2 separate regions of the Pan troglodytes genome follow, and region 1 is linked to region 2. The links are chromatin contacts, called in public Hi-C maps. All regions are on one chromosome and are shown on one strand. Each heading gives the region's core, a stretch centred on a gene start, on an enhancer-like site or on the middle of the called end of the contact. The rest is flanking DNA. Distances are from core to core; before and after follow the strand shown.

Region 1 (6,750 bases), core at 1,616-4,115, 54 kb after region 2:
GGGACAGGCTGACTTCTAGAAGGCCAGCCTTGCTTTGCACATTTTGACAACAAGCACAAAAGATACACTCGGTATCAGATCCAACCCACCCCAGCGGGCTCTTTGTGAGACTCCGTAGTGAGTACTGCCCAGGACATAGGGCAAGAAGTTTACTTCCTCTTCCTCTCGCTTGAAATCACCAAGTCACTTTATTACAGATCTAAAAACACCCGCCCGGGCTTCTGCCTGCTAATATTCTCTTGAAATAGACTCATTCCTTCAGAGTCTTATTGTACTTTCCCTTATGATCAAAATTAGCAAGAAACTTGCATAAAAGAGGACAATAATTGCTCAACGAGCATCTCGTTTGTAATTTATTAGTTTCTATTATTGTGGGTTACCATGGTGACGCTGCGCAGTCCCGGTGATGGGAGAGATGCAAGATAGGAGCTGAGGAGGCTGTGAGGCCTTGCCAAATGGAGATGCACATTTTTATCAGTAATTTTCATGAAAATAATAAGTGAGGAGTTAATGAGATGGAAAGCCATCCTGTGGCTATTGTGAATTTTTTTTAAGTGTTGATCTAATTAGAATGCATCGGTCAGGAAAAGTAATGAGGATTTAGTGCCTCACAGAGATGTGAGGATCATATCAGAAAATTAGCACAAGTCTTTGGAAATAATCAGGTCCTTGGAGAGGCACTGGATTTCCCCTCCTGGGCCCTCCAACTCCACCTCGAGCTCTGGAGCTGGGGGTGCACCAGGGTAGGCGGGGAAGGAAGGAGGGGCAGAGGGCTTAGCAGCCACCTCAGCCCCCTCAGGGTTGGAGGTCTGAGACTGACAAGTTGGTTGGCAGAAACCAGTCGGTCACTGGAGAAGTGGGATTTGCAGAAAAGGATAACGCGGACTCTGGATGGTTAAGGTCTCAGAGATGCTGCCACCTGCAAAAATCAGTCCCCCTGGAGAATCCCGGCACTCAGCCTTCTGAGCTTTGAGGAAAGAGAGAAGAATTTTGATTCCTATCACTGGAAGCATCAGATCTCTGCCTGGAAGTGAAGCTGGCCCTGGGGTAGCCACTGCAGAAAGGCCATTGATCAGCTGGGAAAGAGGAATCAGACAATTGGGTGGTAGGTGTGGGGGAGGGGGTGATGCAAGCGAGGCACTGAGAAAGAGAAAAGACACTAGTGAGGTATTCCTACTTGGTATTACTCAAACTTGTCCCTGCATTTTCTCTGACTGCCACCACCTGCTTTGTTCTGGCTTCGGGGGTAAATACGGTGATTACACATAGGCTATGACAGGAGCTTCCTAACCTGCTCTCCTGCCTTCTCTGGCCATCCCTCAGCCCACCTGCACACTCATGCATCTCTTAAGCTTCTGCTGCTGGATTCATCTTTCTAACTTTGCTCATGTCATTCGCCTGCTCAGAAACCCTGCTTGCCATGCCCCTGGGGGTGGAAGGGAGGGCTTTCACATCTGTCCACCTGACATTCAAGGCCCTCCTAGGTCTGGCTTCAGCCTTCCTGGGTGGGCCAATCTGACTGTTCAAGGTACTGTAACCATCACTCCATGCCTGTCTGTTCGGGTGACACCTCCCCCACAACCCCATCATCTCTGCACAAGCAAACCCAGCTTCTTCCCCAAGGGTAGGAACAAGGCTGCTCACTCAGGAGGACTCCCTGATGCCCCATCCAGAATGGACGCTTCCTGCACTCCACTAACTGGTGGAGCTTGCTGAGCCATCGATATGGCAAAAGTCACTGTGACTTTATATTATAGATCCCTGTGTTCATCTCATTTTCCTATCCTAGATAACACTTTTTGAGCAGAGACAGTATTTTACATGTTTGAAATCACCAAATCACCTTATTACAGGCCAAAAACAGCCATTTCCAGCCTCTGCCTGCTGATAGTCTCTTGAAATAGACTCATCTCTTCAGAGTCCTAGTGTACTCTCCCTGTGACCCCAGCAGTGGCTACCACAAGGTCTTGTGCAAGAAAGATGGCCGGGAAGTATTTATTGAAAGAAATAATGGAATGAGAGAAAGAAAGTTGGGGGGGCAGGGGCAAGGGGAAGCCAAAGGAGGAAAGGAGAAATAGGAAGAAAAATAAAGGGAAAGAAAGCCAAATATGCAGGGTCAACATTCAGGAGGGAGGCAGAGACAGGCTGAAGAATTGGAGGAAAAGAGCAACAGAGAGAGACAGGGAGGCACACAAACCCAGGAAAAGGGAGACGATACTGAGAACGACGGGGCAGAAGGACAGACGGAGAGAGGAACGGCAGCAAGAGTGACAGCAAGTGAAAGGACAATGCATGTGGCTCAGTGCGCAGCCAGGGTACAAGGAGGCGGGAAAGTCAGGAGGATGTGCTATGTGCTGCTCCTATTGTGTTACTCAAACTTGTCCCTGCATTTTCTCTGACTGCCACTGCCTGCTTTGCTCAGGCTTCGGGGGTAAATACGGTAATTACACATAGGCTATGGCAGGAGCTTCCTAACCTGCTCTCCTGCCTTCTCTGGCCATCCCTCGGCCCACCTGCACACTCACACATCTCTTAAGCCTTCCCAGGACAGGCCCCTGTCATTGTTGCACTAAGGTAGGGGCAGGGTTTGCATGGGCTCTCCCAGGAAGGAGAGGCCCAGGGCTGCTAAGAATCGGGGACCAGAGACTTTCAGTGCAGGAGGCAGGTCTTGGGTTCAAGACACAGGAGCCTGTATGAGAGAGAGAAAAGGAGCTTGTGAGTGTGTGTGTGTGTATGTGTGTGCACACGCGGGCACATGCATTCGTCATGGTTCACCCTTAATCCCCCCGGCCTGAAATAGCCTCACTGAGCACCAGCCTGGCCTGGGGAGGGGTGTCTCCCCTCTGGAACATGATCCTCTGGATCAACATTCCAGCCGCCTGCCAGCTTTGTTGCAAACTGCTGGCTCATGGTTTTCCCTGTGTGCTAATCATCCAGCCTTGTGTTGCAAAGCGGGAGACATTTTTGTTTTCAACTTGGTACCCCCACTCCCAGATGCTATGCCGTGTCCTCCATCCAGATCGATGGGTTGAGCGTTTTCCTGCTCGGCCTTCGATTTCTCTGTGTGAGTCTTCTCTGCTGGACAAAGTGGAGATGGGAAGTAAGGGAGACTGTTCTACCAAGCAGGGGACTAAAGCAGACTTTCAAAGACCTGGGCCACAGCTAGATTTTCCCCCTCCCTAGGAACCCATCCTGTGCTGCAGGCACCCAATGACACCCAGGCTTCCTACTCCTCAGAGCCCAGGCTTCTTGTGGGGGCAGCATCCTCTGTAAGGAGACTGGTTCTAGACCCTACTCTGGGTTCTCCTGTCCTTCCTAGAGGGCGCAAATAGAACCATTCCACTAGAGAGACACCTCACTCAAGTATTAGTTTGACCTGAAATTCATCCTTTTTTCTCTGTGGAGATTTAAGCCTCAGCTCTATTCCAGGCAAATTGGATTGAATCATGGTTCTCATTCAATTGCCAAGCGTTTGGGGGGCACTCACTGTACGTTCTGTGCTCGGTCCTGTGAGAACAGACACAAGCCATTGTCCTAGAGGAGCTCCGAGTCTCAGGGAGAGAGAGCCATGAGTCACAATGAGGATCTAGATAAATCATGTCAGCCGTGAAATGCTCAGGGTCAAGGGTATAGAGGAAAGGAGCAGCCAAAGAGATGGGGAGAGGAGCTGCAGGCAGGGATTCTGGATTGGGTGATCCACATGTGTGGCTTGAGGTTGCCCCAGTCTCAACTCAGCATCCTTCATCGTTCCTCAGAGGGGGACCAAGTCCCAGACCCAGCTCTCACACCTTCATGGCCAGTTTGTTCCTGCTCCACAATAGGATAAACAAACCTCAGTACAGAGTGGAGAGGCCAACAGGAGGATTTTGCCCATTGTGATTGGAGAAGTTACAGATTCATTGGCCTTGGGAGGGCTTCCTCAGGGAGGTGGCATTTCAGGCAGGCTTGGTGAGAGATGGTAGCCTATTTGGCAACCTTTATAAAGGTGAGTGTTTCCAATGTAGCAAGAAGTCTGAAAGAAGGCGAGAAACAGAGAGAGCCAATCAGAATCCCTAGAGAGGAGATGGGGTGAAGGGGGCTCATTCATTCACGCATCCTGCATCCATTCAGGCACCTCTGGAGCCTACTGAGTTCTGGGGATATAAAAAATGGATGCGACACAGTCCCAGGTCTCCAAGTGTAATGATGGAGTACCTTGAAGCCAAATGTGTGGGAGTTCTGTTTTGGGGCTGATAGTGGTGGCCGACTGCTAAAGACTTTAAAGGTAGTGGAGAATGTAGGCAACAGGGTCAGGGCTGGAGACACGCTGGAGACAAATCAGTTGAGCAGCCACATCTTGTATTGGTCCAAGAAGAGCTGGCAGAAGGAGGGGAGACGGTGAACATTTATTGAGCTCCCCTCTGTCTCAAACATGGTGTGTACTAGGTGCTTTCCACAGATTATCTAATTTACTCTTCATGAGAGGCTGCAAGGTACACATGATTTTCTCCATTTTACATCCAAGAAAAGAGAAGCTGAGAGAAGTGAAGACCTTGGCTCAAAGTCACACACCTAGCAAGTGCTGGAGTCCGGGATGGGCTACTCCAGAGCCCATGTTCTTCTTGCTACATGGGGATATGTTTTTGTGACACATGGGGAGAAGAATCAGGGGTCCTGGGACCTGGGTGGGGACGGATGACCCTACCTAGCTATTGGTCAGGGGGTTAGGGACTACAGAGGAAGAAGCCAATTGCTACGAACCAAGAATTTGGATTTGCTAGTAGACTGGAAGTAGGGAAATGAGAGGTACAGAGTTGAGGACATTCTGAGATGCTAGGCCCAGCTGCCAGATGCGACTCTGCAGCTCTGCGCCTCCCCAGCAGAATAGGAAGGGGGCTAATCAATGCATCCCCACCTGGGAAGGGTGGCACTTGCCTATTGACCTCTAAGGAATTTTGGATTTTCCAGATTGGCAGGGGGCCGAAGGGGTAGGGGGCCATCACCTCACAGGACCCCAGAGGTTCTGCCCAGTGGCTAAGCATCCTGAGGACAGGACCAGGGAGAAGACTGGATGGGGCTGGGGTAGGGGGCGATCTGCCCTGGAAAGATCACTACTTAGATGGACAGGGGGCATCCCTAGACTGAAGTGGAATAAAATGAGCCACACTGCCTGTCACAGGCATTAAAGCTGTCTCTTCTGCCGGTTCCTCACCCCCAGCCCTGCAGCCGTGGAGCCCAGAGACCAGAGGGTGGCCTTTGCCGCCAGGCTAGTGAAACCTGAGTGCTTCTCCCGCCTGAGAAGGAATGTTCCTTAAGAGCAGCAGCTGCTGCTTGTCCCCACAGGCCAGAACTGCCTTTCCCTTGAGACCAAGGCCCCCAACAGCAGTGGAACAAGAACAGGATTAGGCGGCTTGTTTACATGTGCTTGGCTTTCCCGAGTTTGGGAATCTGGCTTTTCTTGGTCTGAGACAGGGCCCTGGCTCTGCCAGAACGGAGGGATGCTGCCGGGAAGGGGTGTCTGGGGACAGGGACAACCTCTCCACCCTCCTAAGGCACATTTGCGCGGGCACACACACAAACACACACATCACACACACACACACACACCACACCACACCACACACAGGAATACACCCACAGCCTTAGGCCAAAGTCAGACCACACATGTATCTAGCATGTACCACGCACTTAACATTGCGCTAAGCAGTTTCGGGGAATTCAGAGAAAGACCCCTCTTTCCCTCAAAAAGCCTGCCACCAAGCTAGGGAAAGACGACGCCTGCATTCGAGAGAACCATTCTGTTGTGTCCAGTATGTAAGGCAGATGGGAGGCTTTGAAGAGTCCAGAGGACGGGCCGCGGCTGTGCCCTGGGGAGGTCAGGACAAGCTTTCCAGCAGAAAGGAGACATTCAGAACCGACCCCCACCCGCCCCCAGCCCAGGCAGGGGAGCCACCAGCACGGGCCTTCTGGGAGGCTTTGGTGAGTGTGGTCTGAGCCAGTGGATCAGCAGAGACCTCTAGTGGCCAGGGGGAGGATGGCAGGTGGCTGGGGCTGGCTACACACTGCACCCCACTCCGGCCACCGACTCACCGTCACTCACCCTCCCACACAATCCTTAGGAAATGGCATGGGCTCTTTTACAATCCTCAGCTGGAAGGATCTTTGCCAGGCCCTCCCGTTCATTCCCCTGTTTCACAGGCATCCAAGTAAGATAAAAATTCCATCTATTTCAAAACAGCTTAAACAGAAACTTTTCTGTCATTTATCTCCTTCACTCCTTCATGTCTTTGTCCCATTCTGGTTTCTTCCAGGAATTCCTTCCTTGAGTGGAAATGAAGTCTTCCTTGAGTCTCCCAGGGCAGCTCAAGCCCTTTCCCTATTAACAATGAAGCATGGTGGCTCACAGGGACAGACAGCTCTTCCTGGGCTGACGTGAGACCGCTGTGCATTCATGTGGGCCCCTGCACCCCCCACTTCCAAAAGTCATTCCACAGCTTCTCATCGTTTCTTAGTAAGGCCTTCCTTTGGAACAAGTCATCTTTCTGCTGTTCCAAATGCAATTTGGAGTAAAAGTCCCCTGGTGACCACTGAGGTCTGTGAAGAATGAGTGGCGGTCGCAGTTCCAGGGTGTTGCAGCTGGCCGAGAGGATGGTGCTCGGGAGGCACCAGTTCTCTGCCATTCCAAACCCAAAGCCCTGCCTTGCTCTGCCCCTCCTGAGAGGCTCTTGCTTCTGAGTCTCAATCAACAGCACACAAGGAACAGGAGTGGGG
Region 2 (7,418 bases), core at 641-3,140:
GAATTTTTTTTACCCCAAGGCCAGGCTTAGATCATGGGAACTGAGAACTGAGGGGTGGCCCTGTGAATTCCCTCATCCAATCCCAAAGTTTACAGATGGGGAAATTGAGACCCAGACAGAGGATGGGACTTCCACAGCCCCTACTTGTCTCAAGGGAAGGAAAATCATGAGCATGCTGCTTGTATGTGTCGGAGGACAGACAAGAAGCATTCCTAGGGGCCCTCATGAGTGCCTCTTGGCTGCTATGGAAGGAAGGGAGGAAGGAAGGAAGGAGGGAGGGAAGAAAGGAGGGAGGGAAGAAGGGAGGGAGGGAAGAAGGGACAGGAAGGGAGGAAGGAAAGGAGGATGGAAGGGGGGAAGGAAGGGAGGAAGGAGGGGAGGAGGTCAGGGGCCAGAAGGCAGGCAGACCCAGGGCCACCATCCCCTCCATCCCTCTCTCTGAACTCCAGCACTCTTCAGATGAACGGGGCTCTGGGCCTGAAGGATTCTAGCTTCTCCAAAGAGTTCTTCTAAGAGGGTAACATCACTGCAAAGCAATTCCTGGAGAGAAGGGACCCACTTCCCCGGGGCTGAGAAAGAAACTTGACCAGAGGGAGTGGGGGGAATGGCGTGAAGGAAGAAAACAGGACTGTCAGAGTCCAGGAGGGTGGGAGTGTCCCCTCACCCTTGTCCTTGTGCCAGCCATGGGCCCTGTCTCCAGTTTGGGGCAGGTGGGTGGGACAGTGAGGGGCCAAGCGAGCTGGCCCTACTTTCCCTATCCCCCATCAATTTGTCTCAGCTAGGGTCAGGGGCCAGGAACAAATGCTGTCAGGCCAGCTGGCCAGAGAGTTCCCAATTAGACTTTGTGTCTCATCCTTAAGGCCCTGAGCCCCCAACCCCGGCACACTGGCCCAATTACTGCCTGGCAGCATTAACCCCTTTGTGACCCAGGCCGTTAATGGAATGTTAATTGGTCTAATGGGTTTCATGTCAACAAGTCCTAATGAGCTCCTTCCTAATGAGCTTGGTATTTTTTTTCTGAGCCTGTTTGTCAACACACTGGATTTGGGGCTCCAGACTGCAGACCTGGTGGTGCAGGGCTGTGGGGGGCATGGGTTGAGGAGGCTGAGGGAGGTGGGTGCCCAGGACTGCCCATCCCATTTCCTAAAGGGGTGTCCTTTTATGACTTTGCGTCCACTGATCCTGCCTCGGTGGCTCCTGGGCTCTCTAAAATGGCATTTTAGTTTCTTCTGATGATATCAGAGACACAAATGATTTCTTCTTGGATGTCATTGTGGGGTCAAGTGTTGCATTAGAATTTTTCCCTCCTAGATGTCATATCATAAAGGTTTTCAGCACTGAACAAAACAAAACAAATTAAAAAGCAACATTTCCCTGTGAGCCTGTTCGCGATGGGAAACCTCTCCATGGGAGATGTTCCTCATCTGTCCTTCACTTGCAGTCTTGACTGTGCCCCCTTGAATGCCCAGGTGTCTGGTGACAGAGCACTGGGGCCTCTGGACAGGGCCAAGCAGCCTCTCAGAATCCGTGACAAAAGCTCTGAAGCCCGGGGCTAGGTTTGCAGGGGCTCAGGCCTGCTGCTCCCCTCCCTCTCCCAAAGAAAATGCAAAAAGGGCAGGCTTCCCCCAAAGGGCCAGGACCCCCGCTGTGGCTCAAAGAGTTCCCCCACACCCCACTGCAAAGTCCCAGCCAAGTCACAGATAAGGCGAGTCAGATCCCCAAATTCCTCTCCAGGATGGTTGCACGTGGCCCCTCAGGAACCGGGGAAGTGCATGTGTGGGTGGAGAGGTGTGAGGAAAAGAGCCAGTTTCCGGACATGGGTGCAGGGTCTCCAGCAGCTGAGCTCCCGGAGTGTCAAGTTGCCGGAGGCTTCTGTGCCTGAGCAAGCAGAGAAGGAAACTTAAGCCTCTAATGAAAAGGCCTCCTGTTCTCTTGCAGGAGAAGCCCCCAGAGGGTAATGGGGCAGTGGCCTAGTGGCCTGTGGTGACCCCAAGGAGGGGGAGGGGCCAGGGCCATCTGGGTCCTCAGAATATTGTTCCTGTGTCTTCTTTCGACGCGGGTCTGGCCCTGCTCCGCAGCCTGGTGGGCTCAGGACTGAACAGTCTCAGCCTCATGGGTGGTTGTCTCTGGGCACAGACTACTCTTAACCACCCCTCCTTACCCCCACACAGGGCAGCCCTCCTGCTGCTACAAATATTTCTGGGGACAGCGCCTCTAAAATGACCCTGCCTTCCATTCACTGGACAGTGAACAAAAGAATGTGAATGAAAGGCGCCTCTCTGTAGCCTATGCCCTCCTCGTTGAGCTTCCTTTGTTTTGCCTTCATTATGACTTTCTAATCCATGGAATGAGGTTACCAAAAGACCCAAGCCCGAGGTTAAAGAGAACTAGTTGCCCCTAAGAGGGGGAGAAAGCCCTCCTTCCTGAGGCGGCTCCCACCCTGACTCTGCCCCCAGGCTCCCTCTTCTGGAGGCTGCAGGCACTACGGTGCTATGGCCCTTCACTTTTTTCCTGGCGGATGAGCACCTGTGATCGATGCTCCCGGGAAGAGATCCCACCATCCTGGCCCTTGGGCCCTATCCAAAGTTGCCTTCTCTGCCAGAGTTCCAGGGAAGGCTATGTTTAATAGGCCCCTGAAACATTCCTATTTCCTTTATTTTGTCAGGGTCCAAAAAAGAGAAATTCCACCCACTTTAATATCTCAAAAGTCTTAATTCTGGAAGTTCCTTCTGATGTCTCAAAAAGTCTATATCTTACCCCACCCCCACCTTTTTCCCTCTGCAACCCTCACTCTGCTCTTGGCTCTCTGGGATGCTGACCACCACCCAGACAAAGATCCAGCTGTGAACAGAGGCCTTGGTTCCCCTGCCTGAAGAGAGAGGCTCCCCCAAAGCCCCCTCCTGCATCCCTTTGCAAAAGGAAATTGGATCTCAGGGACCAGCGGTGTGTGAGATGGGCGAGGCCCTGCATGCTGTTGTGAAGATATCCTGGTAGTCCGTCTTCTGAAGGAGGCCAGGCGGGGGCGAGTGACAGGCGGTGAGGCCGACGGAACCGGCCTGAAGTCGGCATTTTTAGCACCGGGGGAGCCATCCCTCCCTGTGCATTCTCCACCCACCTCCACCTCATTTTCTTTCTTCCTTTAGGACCATGACCTCCCTCTCCTAGCCATGCCTCATTCATCTGTCCCACCACACTCCTCACACTGTTCTCTGCACAGAGTTGGTAGTTGGTAGACATCTATTGAGTGAAACAGGCCTTTCCAGTGCTTTTTGCAGAAGGTCAAAGCATACTTGGTATCTTGGAGACTCAGGTCAGGTCAGAGTAGATCTTACTTCCACTTCCTGAAAAAGAACCAAAAGAATCACACACACACACACACACACACACACACACACACACACACACGGCCCTGGAGGCCAGCCCCTTTAGATGACAGCAGCTCCAAAGCACTCTCAAATTCCCACAGAATTCAGGTCTGTGAACATTTTGGAAGACCCTGGGAAGGGCCCAGCTGGAAGAGGATGAAGCCCCAGGTGCCTCAGGGAGAGGGGACGGAGGGTGTGAGTGCTGTGCTCACAAAGGTTTCTACACCAACAGTGCCCTCCACCCAGGAGAAGGACACGTCCTGCACTCCACAGAGGCTCTTAGCAACCTCCTACCCTACAGTGGACAGCCCTGTATCAGGCAACTAGCCTGTGGCTTCTAGATCTAAATATTTCAGAGCATCTACTGTAGCACAACAGCTCTCTGGACATTCTGTTTCCTTGGGTGGCACAGCCGGGCTGTCTCCACTTATGGCACCACATCCTACTTCAAGAGGAAATCTTGAGGCTTCATGGGGGCAGCTCGCCTGCTTACTGGTGATGGGGAAATGATGGGGGCAACAGTGGAGCAGACCCAGAGCTGGGAATCTGGAGGTGCTGCTTCCATCCCAGCTTCACTAACAAGTCCCCCAACCCCCGCCCTCCCATACACAAGTCACCCTTGGCCTCTGTCTTCTACCAGCCAAAGAGGCAGGTAGCCCATTTGGCTCTGATAGCTCTTCTGGTATCCCCACATTCCGGTGACCGTACTGAACCAAGACTGAGGAAAGTCCTCCTTAATAGGATATGCAGGCACATCTGTGGACACGCCCATAGTCACAAGCCCGAGCCTGGGAAAGTACAGGAGTAGACCGGCATTCCCTGCCTCTTTCCCTTCCCCAAGGCCTCCAGGCAGCCACCCTGGGGCTACAGTCTGAGGACGGGTCCAGGCCGTCCTCCGTCTCACAGTCTGAGGACGGGTGAGCCCTGGGGAGGGGCGAGCTTGGTGCTTGGGGACCCTGGAATCCCGTAGCTGGCCTGAGGCCCTCCTGCCCCTGTGCGCGCTGTGGCTGCTCCAGAAAGCCTGGGAAACAGCGGGGCCAGGAGCACCCTTATCAGGCTGGAACTCAGGGTCCTCCTGGGGAAGGAGGGGTATCCAAATGGCCTCCAGTCCCCCGGTGCTGCTACCAGGCAGGCCCCCTCCCTCTTCGTGCCCCCTCCCCACACGTACAAGAGGCCGGAGCTGATGCTGAACAAAGCGCCGCTGCAGGGGTACCGGTTGTTTTACATATGATTTGAATATTGTTTCTTTCAAGTCAAAATAGCACAGCAAGACCCTCCCCACCCAGACCTCTTCCTTAGCTCTCATTTGTTGCCCTGAAGGGCGTGCAACCCTTGCTGCATCCAGCCGGCCCAGGTGGCCCAGCGGGGGACACAGGGAGCTGCTGGGTGCCCAGGGCGGGCCTGCTCAGCGGTGTTAACGGTGCGGCCCCCTTTCTCCTGCCCACAGGTCCTCCATGTGAATCAATCCCATGATGCAACATGCCTCCCCAGCCCCCGCTCTGACGATGATGGCCACGCAGAATGTCCCGCCCCCACCCTACCAGGACAGCCCACAGGTGAGTGCGCAGGGGCCGCTGCCTCCCACCACGGGGGAGGGAGTGTGGTGGCCTTAGAGCCCCAGCTGCAGGCTGGGACATTCCAGGGGCCGACGGGCTGAGCCAGGCCTCCCGCAATCACGTCCTGGTGGCACTCCGGGCTCTTTCCCGTCAGCCTGGGGAGCGAGAGCCCTGCAAACACAGACCCCGAGGGCAGTCACCAGGTTCAGACCCCAGGACCTAGGACTGGAAGCTAGATTAGTGGTCACAGTCCTGTCCTCCACCCCATCCATCAGACAGCAGACAAGCGCAGCCAAGCCCCTTTGCTGTGACTGGGGCAAAATCCACAGTGGGGGAGACCCAGGTACCAGATGTGAGCGGAACCGCCCTCTGAGTGTTTGAGAAACTTCACACTCAGAGGTTTCTGAGTGCCAGGCCCCCCATTCTCGGGTCACTTGGGCCCTTTTGTCCTCCTCTGCCTGCCTGTCGGGAGAATCTCTGTTCTCTTCAGAACTCTTCTGGGCTTCTACTTTTAAAAAGCCAAGATTCTTTCTGTACACCCCGCAACCCTTTCCTTCTGGTCCCCAGCTTCCATCCCTCAGATCAGACACAGCCGCCCCCCAAGATCTTCTGCGCTCCCCACCCCGATTGCCTCTCCTGCAACATGCCCCTCCTCAGCAGTGCCTTCTGGCTGTCTTCATGCTGCCTGCCCTTCTCCTCCTGGAAGCCTGCCCAGCTTGTGGGGGCTGCCCTCCTACATCCTCTAGACCAGCCGCTTTTCCTTTTTGCTTCCCCCAGGTGCTCCTCTTGTCCACCCTTGGTTCTTTGGAAACTTCGAGTTTTGTGTCTGTGCTTTCACAGAAGCCTTCATTCTCCGACCCTTCCCTTCACACTCTCCTGTCAATGTGAATTCAATAATTATTTATTGGGCACCTGTGATGTGAAATGCACCCAGCTAGAATGTCCATCCACAAATTCGCCCATGTGCAGCAGGTGCCCGCTGGGTGCTGTGGGCAGGCTACCATCTGCACTCCTCCAGCAGCCACTCTCTGCCCTCCTCTGCCATCCCTCACTCATTGGCATTTTCAAACACAGTGGTTCTCATGGGCCACACGGAAGATTTGTGCAGCATGAAAGGGGTCTTAAGATGCAGATGCCAGGCTTGTGCTCACTATGGCCCTGATGCCTCCAGCCTAGTGGGAGCATATAGTAGCTGCTTTATACATCATTGTCATCCTCTGGGAGATTACCAGATGCTGTGGGGCTTCTTTCTAGCGTACCCAGCATATGGAACACCTTTGCTCTGCCCTTGAAGGTCCAAAAGCCCTGGTCCTTCACCAATCTCTGAGCACGTGTCTACGGCCCCGCTCCCACATATCAAATCATATTACTTCCCCAGCTCTCCCAGCCTAACCCCATCCTCAGCGAGCCCTCTGCTCATGCCAGTAGCTTCCATGAATAAGCCACAGGGTTGAACTTGGCCTTTACATGGCTCTTGTATTTGAAAGCTTCCAGGCATCCAACACTATGTCAAGTCCCTTCCCTCTGTAGTTTCAGCTCCCGAGACAAAGTTCAGAAGGAGCCCTCAACTGATGGGAACCTTTTGCCTCCCAAGAAAGAAGTGAGAGAAGAAGCTAGGGGCCAGAATAGGGGCAAGATCATCCTTCTTTGATAGCAGCAGACCCATTCCCATTCCACTCAGCCAGCACACATCGATGCCCACATATCGATTAAGCGGTGGGAACGTGGGCTCCACTTGTTTTGTGACTGGATTCTCTCTCCAGAAGAATGGGGAACAGAGATGGAGACCCTTCCTGTATTTAGCAGGTGGTAGCTGCCAAGGCCCACACCTCCATACCCAAGGCTCAAGGATAGACCAGGGCAGGGCTGAGAGGTCAGAGAACACTGTGTTGGCATGACTGATGAAGGCCGCTTCCCTCTCACCCACCCCTCCCTGTTTTGACTGCCTGGGGAGCTGGGAGAAGTTTTGGTTTGGCAGGGATTAGCCGGAGAGCTGCAGCAAGGGCCTGTGTTGAATGCTGATCCAGAAGCCTAATTTAATGATCAGCATACAGCTGGATTAATAAATCCCAGCTATCAAGGGATGGATGGAGGTGGGCTGCAGCCCTAAGGTGCTCAGCCCCCCAGAAGTCACCACTGAGCTGCTCTAGCCTTTGTGAGGAAGAAGGGAGTCTCCACTTCCATATCTAAGGTCTCAGACAGAAGCCAGACACAGGCACTGCCCGAAGGCTCTCCTCTCTGAGGATCCGCCAGAATGTCACCATTTAAAATCTTCACATTTAGAGCAAAGGAATAATTTGCCCTGGGGAAGCTGCCATCTATTTGTAACCCTGGCAATCCATGAGTGAAATGTCTGATGAGAAGCATCAGTGTCCATGGTGAACTGACCAGGTCAAGATGTCAGGGTCTTTACGGCCTTGACGAAGGCACTAGGCTATGCCCAAATTGCCATTGGCCTTCCCCAAGCTGAGCTGGTTCCCAAGGAAACTGAGCAGGA

The links. A called contact is a pair of places that touch in the nucleus more often than the background predicts.
Region 1: a Hi-C map of stem cell-derived neural progenitor cells shows a contact between it and region 2, with 4 times the contacts expected there. The contact joins two enhancer-like sites. A contact is called at or near these places in 3 of 7 Hi-C or Micro-C datasets (blood, induced pluripotent stem cells and stem cell-derived neural progenitor cells) and 1 of 1 other capture datasets (stem cell-derived neural stem cells).

Annotation. Positions count from the first base shown.
Region 1 is chr9:127,343,821-127,350,570 of NHGRI_mPanTro3-v2.0_pri, forward strand. The region is part of intron 11 of PKNOX2 (PBX/knotted 1 homeobox 2); the gene reads left to right. Among named protein-coding and RNA genes, the nearest start is that of FEZ1, 92 kb to the right of the region's middle. Within about 2 kb of position 2,866, at least 4 of the 24 cell types and tissues checked have an H3K27ac peak or open chromatin away from gene starts, as enhancers often do. A contact at or near this core is called in stem cell-derived neural progenitor cells and stem cell-derived neural stem cells, where this site is marked.
Region 2 is chr9:127,291,056-127,298,473 of NHGRI_mPanTro3-v2.0_pri, forward strand. It overlaps PKNOX2 (PBX/knotted 1 homeobox 2), which reads left to right. Exons shown (of 17, transcript XM_054661696.2): 8 at 4,813-4,921. The coding sequence starts at 4,835. Among named protein-coding and RNA genes, the nearest start is that of FEZ1, 140 kb to the right of the region's middle. Within about 2 kb of position 1,891, at least 6 of the 24 cell types and tissues checked have an H3K27ac peak or open chromatin away from gene starts, as enhancers often do. A contact at or near this core is called in stem cell-derived neural progenitor cells and stem cell-derived neural stem cells, where this site is marked.